2 separate regions of the Mus musculus genome follow, and region 1 is linked to region 2. A link is a contact called in public promoter capture Hi-C data. All regions are on one chromosome and are shown on one strand. The core of a region is the stretch at or near the end of the contact, and the rest is flanking DNA. Distances in the headings are between cores, read along the strand shown. Region 1 holds the start of Ahr (aryl-hydrocarbon receptor). Region 2 holds the start of Hbp1 (high mobility group box transcription factor 1).

Evidence for each region. Promoter capture Hi-C pulls out the DNA fragments that hold promoters and counts their contacts.
Region 1: a promoter capture Hi-C map of liver shows a contact between it and region 2, with 7 times the contacts expected there. The contact joins the promoter of Ahr here to the promoter of Hbp1 in region 2. A contact is called at or near these places in 2 of 39 promoter capture datasets (both in liver).

Annotation. Positions count from the first base shown.
Region 1 is chr12:35,531,395-35,536,990 of GRCm38.p6, forward strand. It overlaps Ahr (aryl-hydrocarbon receptor), which reads right to left and starts at 3,595. Exons shown (of 11, transcript NM_013464.4): 1 at 3,168-3,595. The coding sequence starts at 3,229.
Region 2 is chr12:31,948,917-31,954,465 of GRCm38.p6, forward strand. Hbp1 (high mobility group box transcription factor 1) reads right to left here and starts at 1,329. Exons shown (of 11, transcript NM_153198.3): 1 at 1,280-1,329. The coding sequence starts at 1,294.

The DNA of each region.
Region 1 (5,596 bases), core at 2,345-4,844, 3.6 Mb after region 2:
TGAAAAAGAGAATTTTAATACAGAAAAACAACAGTAACAGAAACTAGGCCTCACCCTTTAGTTTGAATCTGTTGCTTCTTTCGTTCAGTTTGATGTGAGCCCTTGTGTTAGACACATCCATGGGTGAGCATGAGGCACATCCACAGCCTCGGCATAGATGCCCTCTCACTATTGCTATCTGAGAGAAAATGAAAAATAGTACGGTAGCTGCAAAGTCCTTTCATGTCAGGTGCTGTCTAGCAAAGGGCCCCATACTGTAGATCTGCGGAAAATTTAGTATTGTGTACTGTAACAAAATGATTAGTAAAGTTTTGTTATACAGATGGGGCTCACAACGTTTTAATAGAGTGAAGGGCTTCTATATTACTTCAGCATTCCTGAATACTAACAAGGTAAAAATTGATATTGGTGTGTACTTAGCAGCAGATCATGAGAGCCTTGCTACGGCTGGCTTGAATACCACCACAGCTGCAGGTTTTATTGATTGAGCATCTGCTGTTTGCTAGCAATCCTAAACTACCAGTAGCAGTAAGTAAGACCTTTTCTGTCTTAATAAAGCTTCAAAATATATTTCAAGTTTTAATCACCAGAGTAGATTGTTCCATCTTCTGCTTTGCTCAGCCATTTTCATGAGACTGAATAACTAAACAACTGCACACAACATTTTCCTCTCCAAAGAGAATAAGCAAGAACAGGATTTAAGTGGAAACAGACACATCCCAGAAGATTCTATTCCCAGGTTGGTCTTTGACATTCTGCCTTTGAAGATGAGGATATGGGCTAGATGCAAGGCTGCTTAGGATCTCTTAATTTCCTAACTTTCATTGCACTGAAGAAGGAGGAAACAGCTATTCACAGTGTAGTGTATACAAAACACTGTCCTTGGATGGAATTGAACACATTTCAAACTGATTTCCTTCTACAGATAACTGTCATGGTGGGACCGGCCACTAGAGGGGGCTTATTTTGCATCTAGATCCTCATTTGAAGACTGAAAGAACTTCGGGTTAAAATCATGTCACCCACTTTACTCCAAATTTTCACGGAACTGTATATTTAAATATGACATTTTTCGACACTAGAATTACAATGGGTATGCTCCGTATAAAACAGCTATACCTTAAAGGGTACAAGTTAATTAAATTAGAAAGCACAGTCAACACTTGTGTTTTTTCCTGAAATTGAGGTATTTGGGGCCTCATTGCACACAGGCTAAGTAGTTTAACTTAAAGACTCATACTAAAGCTTGGTGACCTGGTTGTTAAGGGTGAACTTTGATTATGTGATTATACAGCTCACTATTTTCTGTTCAGGGGGGACAACGTAAGTACTTTCACTAAAGGACCTAAGTGCCAGCACTAAAGTCTTCGACAAAGCAAGCTGGTGACCTTTAAGGCATTTGAAGGCTCAGAGTTGATTAAAGGTGTTCAGTACAGATCTGATAAACAGAAGTCAAGGACCAAATAAAATAAAATATAAGTTCGTGGGGACAACAGTTTAGTTGTCCGAAATTATCAAATGCAAATAGTGAGACAATATAATAAAAGGTGTAACTTAATCTAAAAGGAAGTGTTGTCGTGTTAAAAAGGAAGCTCTCTATATTAACTAGAAACTAAGAGCACTCGCCGTTATAATGAATAACATTTAAGATGGTGACCTTTGTATAGAAAGCAGTTTATGTCCTTAAATAACATAAGGAAAATCAGTTACTTAGACTTAGACACTCAAGCGGAGCTCCAAGTTTTATGCCCATGTACATAATACCTGAGATTTTTCATCTCATACTGAGTTAGTATTACTATTAATGAAAACAGGGAACAAGCACTTGAAAGCCTCGGAAACTGTAACTGCCAGGAACAAAGTCAAATTGAGCAAACATGTTTTAACAAAAAGAAACCGTCCTACAAAATACTAAAGCACTGAAAGCCAGGGTCCAAAGAACTGCCGGGGTAGAAAACTGCTGAGTCAACGACATTTGCGTCCTTTAAAGTGTACCAACCATAAAACTTCCAAATTCTGATCAAACTATTTACACATGGACATCTCCTCTCAATATTAATTTGTAAGTCAAGATTTGAGGAACTAGGACAGTTGAAATTCTTAAGGGGAATTAAAATCCACAAATAACCCAACTTCTAAGCTAGTAACTATTTGTAAACAGTGTATAAATCTTAAGTTGGTTTTTTTGTTGTTTTTGTTTTCTTTTTTTGGTTCACTTGGTGATAGCTGTCATGTTTCAAGCAAAACACACACTACTGATTGCCTGAAAGTGTTCCTAAAATAATTTATTTTTTTAAAAAAATAACAAATGGTGAGATGTGGAAACTCCAAGGTAATTATGAATGAATGCATCAATACAGACAACTCCTAAATGGAACCCTGTCTCAATCATGAATCTCTTTTCTGAGGGGGGAAAAAAAATCTCCCATCTCATACAAATAGCCCATGGAAATAAAGACCAAAGCCTGTAATCTCTGTCAGAATTGGCAAAAAAAAAAAAAAAAAAAAAAAAAAAAAAAAAAAAAAAGCAAGGGGAAATGAACTACAGGTAGAGAGTAGAAATAACTTAGAAGTCAGTCTAGTTCTTTTTCCTCTTCTTAATGATTTAAAATTTTACAGACCCAAAAGCACTCCAAAAGGAGGAAGAAAACTGCACCAAAGAGTGGCTAAGAATGCCACCAAGCTGCCAGGGCACCTGTCCACTGCACACTCCAACCTGCTATCAATTCTGCGCCTACACCGAGCCCTGCAGAACTGCTGCCTAGGAAGTAAATGAGAGAGCAAAACAGAAAGCTAGGCGCTAAGAACAGAAAGACATTCCTTCAAAGGCACAGGTCCCCTCCTTCAAGACAACACGTGTTTAGCTCTGCCCAACATCTCACCTCAGTGAGCTGTCTACTTATCCTCCGTGTCCCCTAAAGCTCACGGCAGCGGAGATCTAGAGTGGAGGATTTCCAGGCAAGCTTAACTAACTAAGCTAGAGCGGCACTAGGTAGGTCAGAGCTGTCAACGAACCAGCCAGGGAAGGTCGCTGAGCAGTAAAGGTGCAGGTGCCTGAAAGCAGGATTTTTTTTTTTTTAACGCATTGGTTGAGACTCAGCTCCTGGATGGCGGCACGCGTGGGGACCTCCCGCACCCTCGGAGCGCGCCTGCCCGCCGTCACTCACGTTTTCTGCACCGGCTTGCGCCGCTTGCGGCTGGCATAGGTGATGTTGGCGCCGCTGCTCATGGTGCCCGCGCCCTGCCCGCTCCACCTGCGTCCCGGAGGCGGCGCCCTGCCCGCGCTGCGCCCAGGTGAGCCGCCGCCGAGGGCGGGACGACCGCGACGCGCAGGTGCGGGCGACAGAGGAGACTCGGGCTGCCCGAGCTGGCCGCGGAGGAGAAACCCGCACGCTAGCCGCGCCCGGTCCCGAGGGTCAGGAGGGGCCGCAGTGCTCTAGGGCTTCCCGGCTCCCGCGCTGTGCCGCGGCGTCGCTCACAACCCTGCCTGGCAGCCACCCCCGAGTCCGTCCACCAGTTCGTCCTCCGGGTCGCTCCGGGCTGAGCCTCTCCGGGACACGCGTGGGGCACCGAGCGTCAAAGGGAGCGCACACACACGCTGCCGCCCGCCGCGAGCCCGCTCCTCCGCAGCCGCGACCCCGCGCAGCTCCGCCCCGGGCTCCAGCCCCGCCCCACCTGCTCGGCCCCGCCCCTCACGGTTCCCAGGAGGGCCCCACCCTCTTCGCAGCACGTGATGACGCAGGACGTAGTGACTCCCAACACTTCTTGCAGTCCGAGGTTCTGGGGGTGGGGTGGTGTTCGCCCAGTACCTGTTTTCCAGCCTCAAAAGGGGTGTGAGGCCACATTATGCCTAGGCAAATTCCTTGTAACCCAGACATCAAGATTTACCAGGCAAAGAGCTTAGCTCATCCTAGAGTTGAGTCATCTAATTTTTGACAAAGATTTTACATTGAGCTGGTAGATAAATAACTGCGACTGGAGAGCATTCTAAGGGGAAAACTTCAAAAATGCCCTGCAAAGTTAGTTGTCTTGAAGGCTACGAGTTTTATAATCCTTTTCCCTCCCACATTTATTTTATGTCTACAGAAGACAATAAAACATCGTTTCCTCCATCAGACTTCAGGAAGATGAGAAGGAAAGAAGCACAGGAGTGCTGAGAGCATGAGAAATTGGAGGGTAGGTACTGAGACTATGACCAGAGACCTGAGTTTCTGTTAGTAGTACGGTAGAGCTGATGGGAGGAAAAAGAAAAAAAAAAAAAAAGATAATCTAGGAACAAATCATAAAGATTTAATGAAGAAATTGGGTCTCATTCTGCAGACAACAGAGAGCTTTTAAAGGCGTAATTTGGAAGATGATGTTCCATCTTTCTTGGGAAAGTCACTGTGGGAAAAGGTGGAAATTCTGTTACTCAGGAACAAAACAGATGGAAGAGAGAATCGCTGGGAAATTGATGAAATCGACCAGCTGCAAGACCAATGGCACAGCCATGGGGATGAGAGAAAAGAGACAGCAGAGATGATAAAGGAAGAGGGAAGGTCGCTGTTAACCACCAAAGAATAGAGGCAGAGAAGTGAATTTTGGGAGTCAGGTAGGTGATGCTGGACATGAAGAGATAGAGATGAAGTCTGATGTGTTTTATAGATTTGAGAAAGAGATCAGAAGAGAGGATACACAACAGCAAGGAAAAGGATAGCGAGAAAACTAAGAACAACAAATGGTGCCCAGGCTGTGGAGGAAGAAGAACCCGCATCACTGTGGGTGGTTGTAAACTGGTCCAGCCACTGTGGAACTCTGTATAGAGTTTCTCAACAAATTAAAAACAGATCCACAAGATGACCTGCTATTCTCCTGCGCACATACCTGATAGCCCTTCATTCAAAACAAGTGAGAAGTGGACCCAGACTAGATTCACATCAACCTATGGATGGATAAATAAAATGTAGTGCGTCTACACAATGGCATTTTATGGGACTCTGAATAAAACTGAAATCATGGCATTTGCAGGTAAACAAGTGGAACTGGAGGCTGCCGTGTTAAGCATGGCAGACACAGAAGGCAAATACCATGTTTTCTCTAGATGTATGCTCTAGATTTTGATTTTTACACATGTTGAAACTAGGAAAGCGATCATGAGAGTGGAAAAAGGAGCTCTTGGGTTGGAGGTGAGAAGAGAAAGGGCAGGAGAATACACATGACACAGAAGGAGAAGAGGGGATCCTGTGGGAGCAAGCAGAGCAGCAGGAGTGGGGGAAGGAATGGGGGGGGGGCGTCCAGCAGAATGGGAGCATGGTAATTCATACATTTCATTAAGCCCATCGCTTTGTGTGCTAATATTAGAAACAAATTTAAGAGTTAAAATTGATAGTTTTCTCAACTATGTTTCCAGCTGGGTAACAATGGCATGAATCACCAGAAAGAAATTATAAAGCTGGCCTCATGCTTCTTAGGTTTGAAATAGATTTAGGACATCTAAGGAAAGATGGTAAATGGGGCAACCTGTGAGGTAGAAACTGGAACTGTGATCGAGAAGCTGTTTGCTATTGGACAAAAAAGAGAGTGTGGTGATGCCCTGTGGGTACTGCAAAAGAACTGC
Region 2 (5,549 bases), core at 79-2,578:
TGAAATTTACTAGTCGAGTTGAAGTAATGTTCAAAAGCCTAAGGTATCTCGAAAACTTGTCTTAAGTTTTCTTTTTTCAATGTAACTCCACTTCCCCCAATACTCTTGGTTCGACAAAGCTGGGGTTAAAGGGAGAGGTGAAACACCGGAACCAAAACACAAAATTACGGCTCCAAATCACCGCTGTAACTACTTAAGTATTTATAATTGCTAAAATCATTCTTCGACTGTAACCCATCCTAAACCCCCGCCCCTCTCCCTAGAGAATAAAGCTCCCTTAAGCCCAACTGAGTCCCCCCCAGCAGGTACAAAGTGCCAGGAACCGTGTCCCGCCCAGCTGTCAGTGCCTTCGCCGGCTGAGAAGTCCCAGGGAGTGAACTCCGGAGCGCTCAGCGCCGGGAGCACGCGAAAGCGAGGCTCGGGAAGCCGGCTGCGCCCCAACTCCTTTTTGTTTTGTTTAAATCGGCCTGCAGAGGGAGGAGCCGGGCCTCGCCCGCGGGCCTAGTCGCCGGGTCAGGCCGAGCAGCGCCTCCCGGAGCCGGCCAAGTCCACCCCCACCTCTTTCGCCATTCATCGCTTCCTCCCCTCCCCCCCATCATGTGACCGCAGCCTGGACGCCAGGCTTGTTTTTCCCCCTTAGCGCAGCCCCACCGCGCACCGCGCAGGCGCCTCGGAGCCCATTCATTCGAACTGCGTAACAATGAGCCCCGGGCCCGACGGCTCCGCGAGCTCCCCCGCCCGGCCCGGGCCCCGGAGGCAGCTTCGCCTCCCCGGAGCCCCCGGCCCGCTGGAGCTCGCGGCCGGCGTCCGCCCTCGGCCCCCGCAGCGGGGAGTGGCGAGGCAAACTTTCCGGAGCCCTCCGGAGCGCCAGGCCCCTCCCCTGCCCCGGCCCCTTCCCCGCCGGCCCCCACCGCGAGCGCCACCGAGCCCCGAGCTCCGCCACCCCCACCACCCCGAGTCCTGGGAGCCGCGGCCGTCCAGGCTCGGAGAGCTCCCGGGAGGCCCGGACGGCGGGTTCCGCGCAGGGGATCCAGTGCCCAGAGTCCCAAGGGTCTCCGCTCTCGCGGCCGCTGCCCGGCCCCGAAGCTCCAGCCCCTCCCTTGCCCACCCCCCACCCCTCAGAAACCCCGCGACCACACAGAGTCAGGACGCAGGCCGTCTGTCGCGACAGCGTCGCCAGCTGCTTGCCTGCGCGTTTCCCGACGGCTGCCCACCTCTCTGTGGCGCGCCGCGACTCCCACCGCCGCGTTTACTCCTCAGCCGAAACTTTCCTACTTACCAAACCCGTCGCCATTACCAAGTCTTTCAAGCTTCGTCTTCCCCCTCCCCTGAAGCCCCCGGGGGGCTGAGCCTTCGTCCACCTTTCTCGTCTTTAATTGGTCTGAAGAACTGCCACTCTAAGGTTCCGCCTTTCCATTGGAAAGTGCCGTAGTCCGTCTCGGTGGGCGGGCATGTATTGACTTTTCTCTTGTGTTTACTGGAGAAGGTGGCTTGTCAATCACTACAGAAAGCGCTTTGGATTGGATTGCTGCCGAGACACGGGGGACGGGAGCCAAACTTTGCTATCGAAGTGGATTGTGGGTTAGTAGTCTCAGCCTTGCTCCTTAGCTGAGGAAATTACCGGGGGGGAGGAGCTGACTGAACTACATATCCCAGAGGTACGCGCACAACGCAGTCTTGATAGTAAACAAGAGTCATAGGGACACGTGTATCAGCTCGTTTGTTTTGGTGTCTGAGACAAAAGGGAGGGGGCGGAGGATAGGAGTGTTTTAAAGCCAGGGCCACCTCTCTTCCTTTAGGCCTCCCAGAGGGCCTAGAGCGTCCTTGGTTGGGTATTTCAGCACCCATTCCAGGCCATAAACAGCAGAGTCGCTTGCTGCTCAAAGTTTGGCTGGTGGCCAAGGTATTGTTTTAGTGCGAGGGGAAGAAGATGACTGCACAAGCGGAAGCAGTGCAGGCTAGCCAGGGACTTGATCACTTACAAATCACGGCCCAAGCACGTTGGGGATTACAAAAGTTGATTCAGTACTGCCCTCCCTTAGCAGATGAGCTAGACAGATTTTTTTTTTTTTTTTTTTTTAAACTTAACCAGCCCTTGACTCAATACGCCGCCAACAACAACTGGGGAAGATTTACCAGTGTCCAGTTTGACCAGAATTAGTTGAGACACAGCCAAGTGCCATGTACTGTAGGGTTTAAGAATGAGACAGTATCGGACTCAAGAATTTATACAGCTGTTTAGAGTACTGGACTATTGCTTTGAATTTGAGGCATTCGAAGCGATGTTTCCTTATTGGCCTACATTTTCTTTTAAATTAATACAGAGGAGTGTAGATAGACTGTATTTGTCCGAAGTTAGTTGCTAGGTTACTTGTGTCTTTGGTGAATATTTTTAACTGTCTCTCCCTCCCTAAGCGTTCAGACAGAAAACTGCCTTTCCACTCTGTTTCTACTAGAAGTTCCTCCTGATTTTTCTAAGGGAGTTACCAAAAGTGGGGAATGGCTTTTCTGTGTTAGTTGCTTCCTTTTAAAGGAGGTTGCTCATAGCATCTGGGTGCAGTCAGTCTGTAATTGGCATTTTTACTATTCACATTATAAGCATTACTATAGGCATTATTGAGCTTTTTTTCTTTGAACATGAAGTGTTTAATCATGTAGGGTATGGATTAGGTTTTATTTCTTCCTATTACTAGAAATGTGCTGAAATTGAGAAAGAAAGGAGTACGAATTCTGCTCAAGTCAATTTAGGGAAGAGCTCGAGGTCATCTTTCAAAACTGCCCGCATTTCTAGACCTGAAAGCTACAGAACAAAACCAGTAAACAAAAGATTTACTGGTACATGGTTGAAACAAGGTTTCAAATTCCTTTGAGTTCTGCTTTTGGACTCTTGAAGTGGAAACTATTTCTAAAATAGCCGGCCCAAGTGAGCAGGGATTGATACTCTGCTCACAAATATTCTGTTCACAAGCATTGTTTTCCTCAAAATAATCCAGAGGAAAACCCTCCCAAAATGCCTGACCCCCACCCCCGAGTAAAAAAGTAAGACCCTAGTGTACAACTTTCAGATACTGTAGAGTGATCCCAAAAAGCATGACCGTGCTTCACTCATTTCGTGTTTGTGGTACTTCTGTAGTGGAATTCCAGCAAGACCCATAACTTAAAAACAGAAACACCAATATTAATTTCTTAACTAAACAATAGTAGCCTCTATTCTTGGAGTATGCTTAATATTTTAAAACTAGTGCCTGTGATATTCATATGTTCTCAAAACTAAAAGGTTGTGTTTCCAAAACTGAAAGCTTGAAAGCTTGGGCCACTGACTTACCCGGTCCTCATGAGCATGTATGTAAACTCCAACACCAACTTCCCCTGATACTTAGGAAAAGAGGTGGGGGGGGGGGGGGCTGGGGCTGGGGGGTCCAAACGTAAAAACACTCTCCAGGACTTTCCAGGTTTTACCAAAAGCCGTAGTGGGTTGGATTGTTTTGTTTTGTTTTGTTTTGCTTTTAGCTGTAAATTACCAGGGTGGGAAGAATAAATTTGACTTCAGATAAAGGTATTGCATGTTAATTATGATGTCTTACTAACTGTAGATGTTTCCCATTCATTCATATATTTAATACTATTTATTGACTCCTTCTGAAAATTCAAAGATTTAAAACATTTGTCATAGTTTATCTTATGTCCATGCCATTAAATATAAGTTAGATTAAGATACTTTAATCAGAGATAAATGCACTTATTAGAATCTACCCCCACCCCCAACTTGCAGCAGATATTTAATCCATTGGACTTCCTTGAGGAACTAAGTGAACACCTAGTGCCGTGTGCATATTTAACATGATCATCATTTAATTCTTGGTTAACCAACAAAAGCAGCCAACTCAAAAGCCAGAACAAAGATCAATAACATCTTAGAAAGTCTTATTCTTCAGATATTTTCAGGCTAAGATTAACATTAAAAAAAATTAATGCCTCCTCTTGGTTACTGTGTATATTGTGCACATGTATAAAATCTGTTAACATGTGAAAAAAAATCAAAATACCAACAGTTTGAAATTGTTTTAAACAAATTTTAGTTGGTTAAAGATGGTTAAAAAATAGTTTTAAGATTAGAGAAACACTACTTAGAATTTATTTCATCTATCTAGAAGTAAAATTAAGCAGTACTCCTGGATCTCACCATCTCTACAACAATTGCTACTTTGCCAAACAAAGTAGAAGAGAAAGCCCGTGACATCTACTTGAATATTTATGAACTCACTAGTCTCTTTATCAAAGGGTTCAACAAATACTACAGTTGAGACCAAACCAGAGTTCAAATACTGTCACCAAACTTTCAGATAGCATTTTAGTAGAATATTTAAACTCACACTAATAGCTCCCCAGATTATTTTACTGTTCGAAAGCAAGTTCATTTTATAATTAACTTAGTTCAAAGCATTCATGTAACATGTGGAAATGCCTAGAAGATAATGAGCGTCTTTTTTGGAGCTGAGTCACAGGTGCCTCAAATCTTTGATGATGCAACTAGAAGTTTAGATTTTGTTCAGGTGCCCATAAAGCAAGGCCCATCAGGAAGAAGAATCAATAGAACCTGAAGCAAGAATGATTGTTGGGTTTCTTGCTTAATAACTGAGATTACTCATGTCCCCATTCAGATATGGGATATGGGAGAGAGAAGATCCTGGAAGTGGGGGAAAGGTTGGTTGGAATTTAGATGACAAGCTTGCAATGGTGACAAGACATTTGATTATAGGAAACCTATAACAGTTGTATATATTCATTTTTCTTTGGACTTTAAGAGGTGACAGTCTATAGAAATAGTTGAGTACCCTCAGAAAATAGAGGAGATTCCTAATTTTGGCTATCATTTGTTCTCAACAGTTCTTGGAGATTTGCCCAATTTGGTATAAATGAAATGAGAGTAGTCAAGCTGAAAAGACAATTCTTATGTCTTTTATTAAAAGTGCTCTAGGCTGGGCAGTGGTGACACATGCCTTTAATCCCAGCACTTGAGAGGCAGAGGCAGGCAGATTTCTGAGTTCAAGGCCAGCCTGGGCTACAGAGTGAGTTCCAGGACCGCCAGGACTACACAGAGAAACCCTGTCTCGAAAAATCCTAAATAAAATAAAATAAAATAAAATAAAAATAAAAAAGTGTAAAGTGTTCTAGAATGGAGAATTCTTGTTTTCTGACAAAATTCTTAATGACATTTTTGACATTTCTATTTGGAGGGTCAGTATACATTTTTTATTCACTACCTAAAAGTACTTCATTTTAAGGATAACTAAATTTCATAAAGAGCCTTTAAAACCATAGGAATAGTTTCTATGTCCACAGCTATCATAATACTATGCTAATACTTTATGACAATGCACCCTCCCCCAGTCACATCATGTCTGCCGCTCTCCATCCCGGGAACCATCTTTTGGTCTGGCAAATAAGCAAGGAAGTAGGTGTCTGGTGAATAATGAGGGGAAATACGCAGCACGGGTTTACTAATGTATCATGTGAGTCTGCTGTTTTGAGCTTTTTAAAGCACTTGC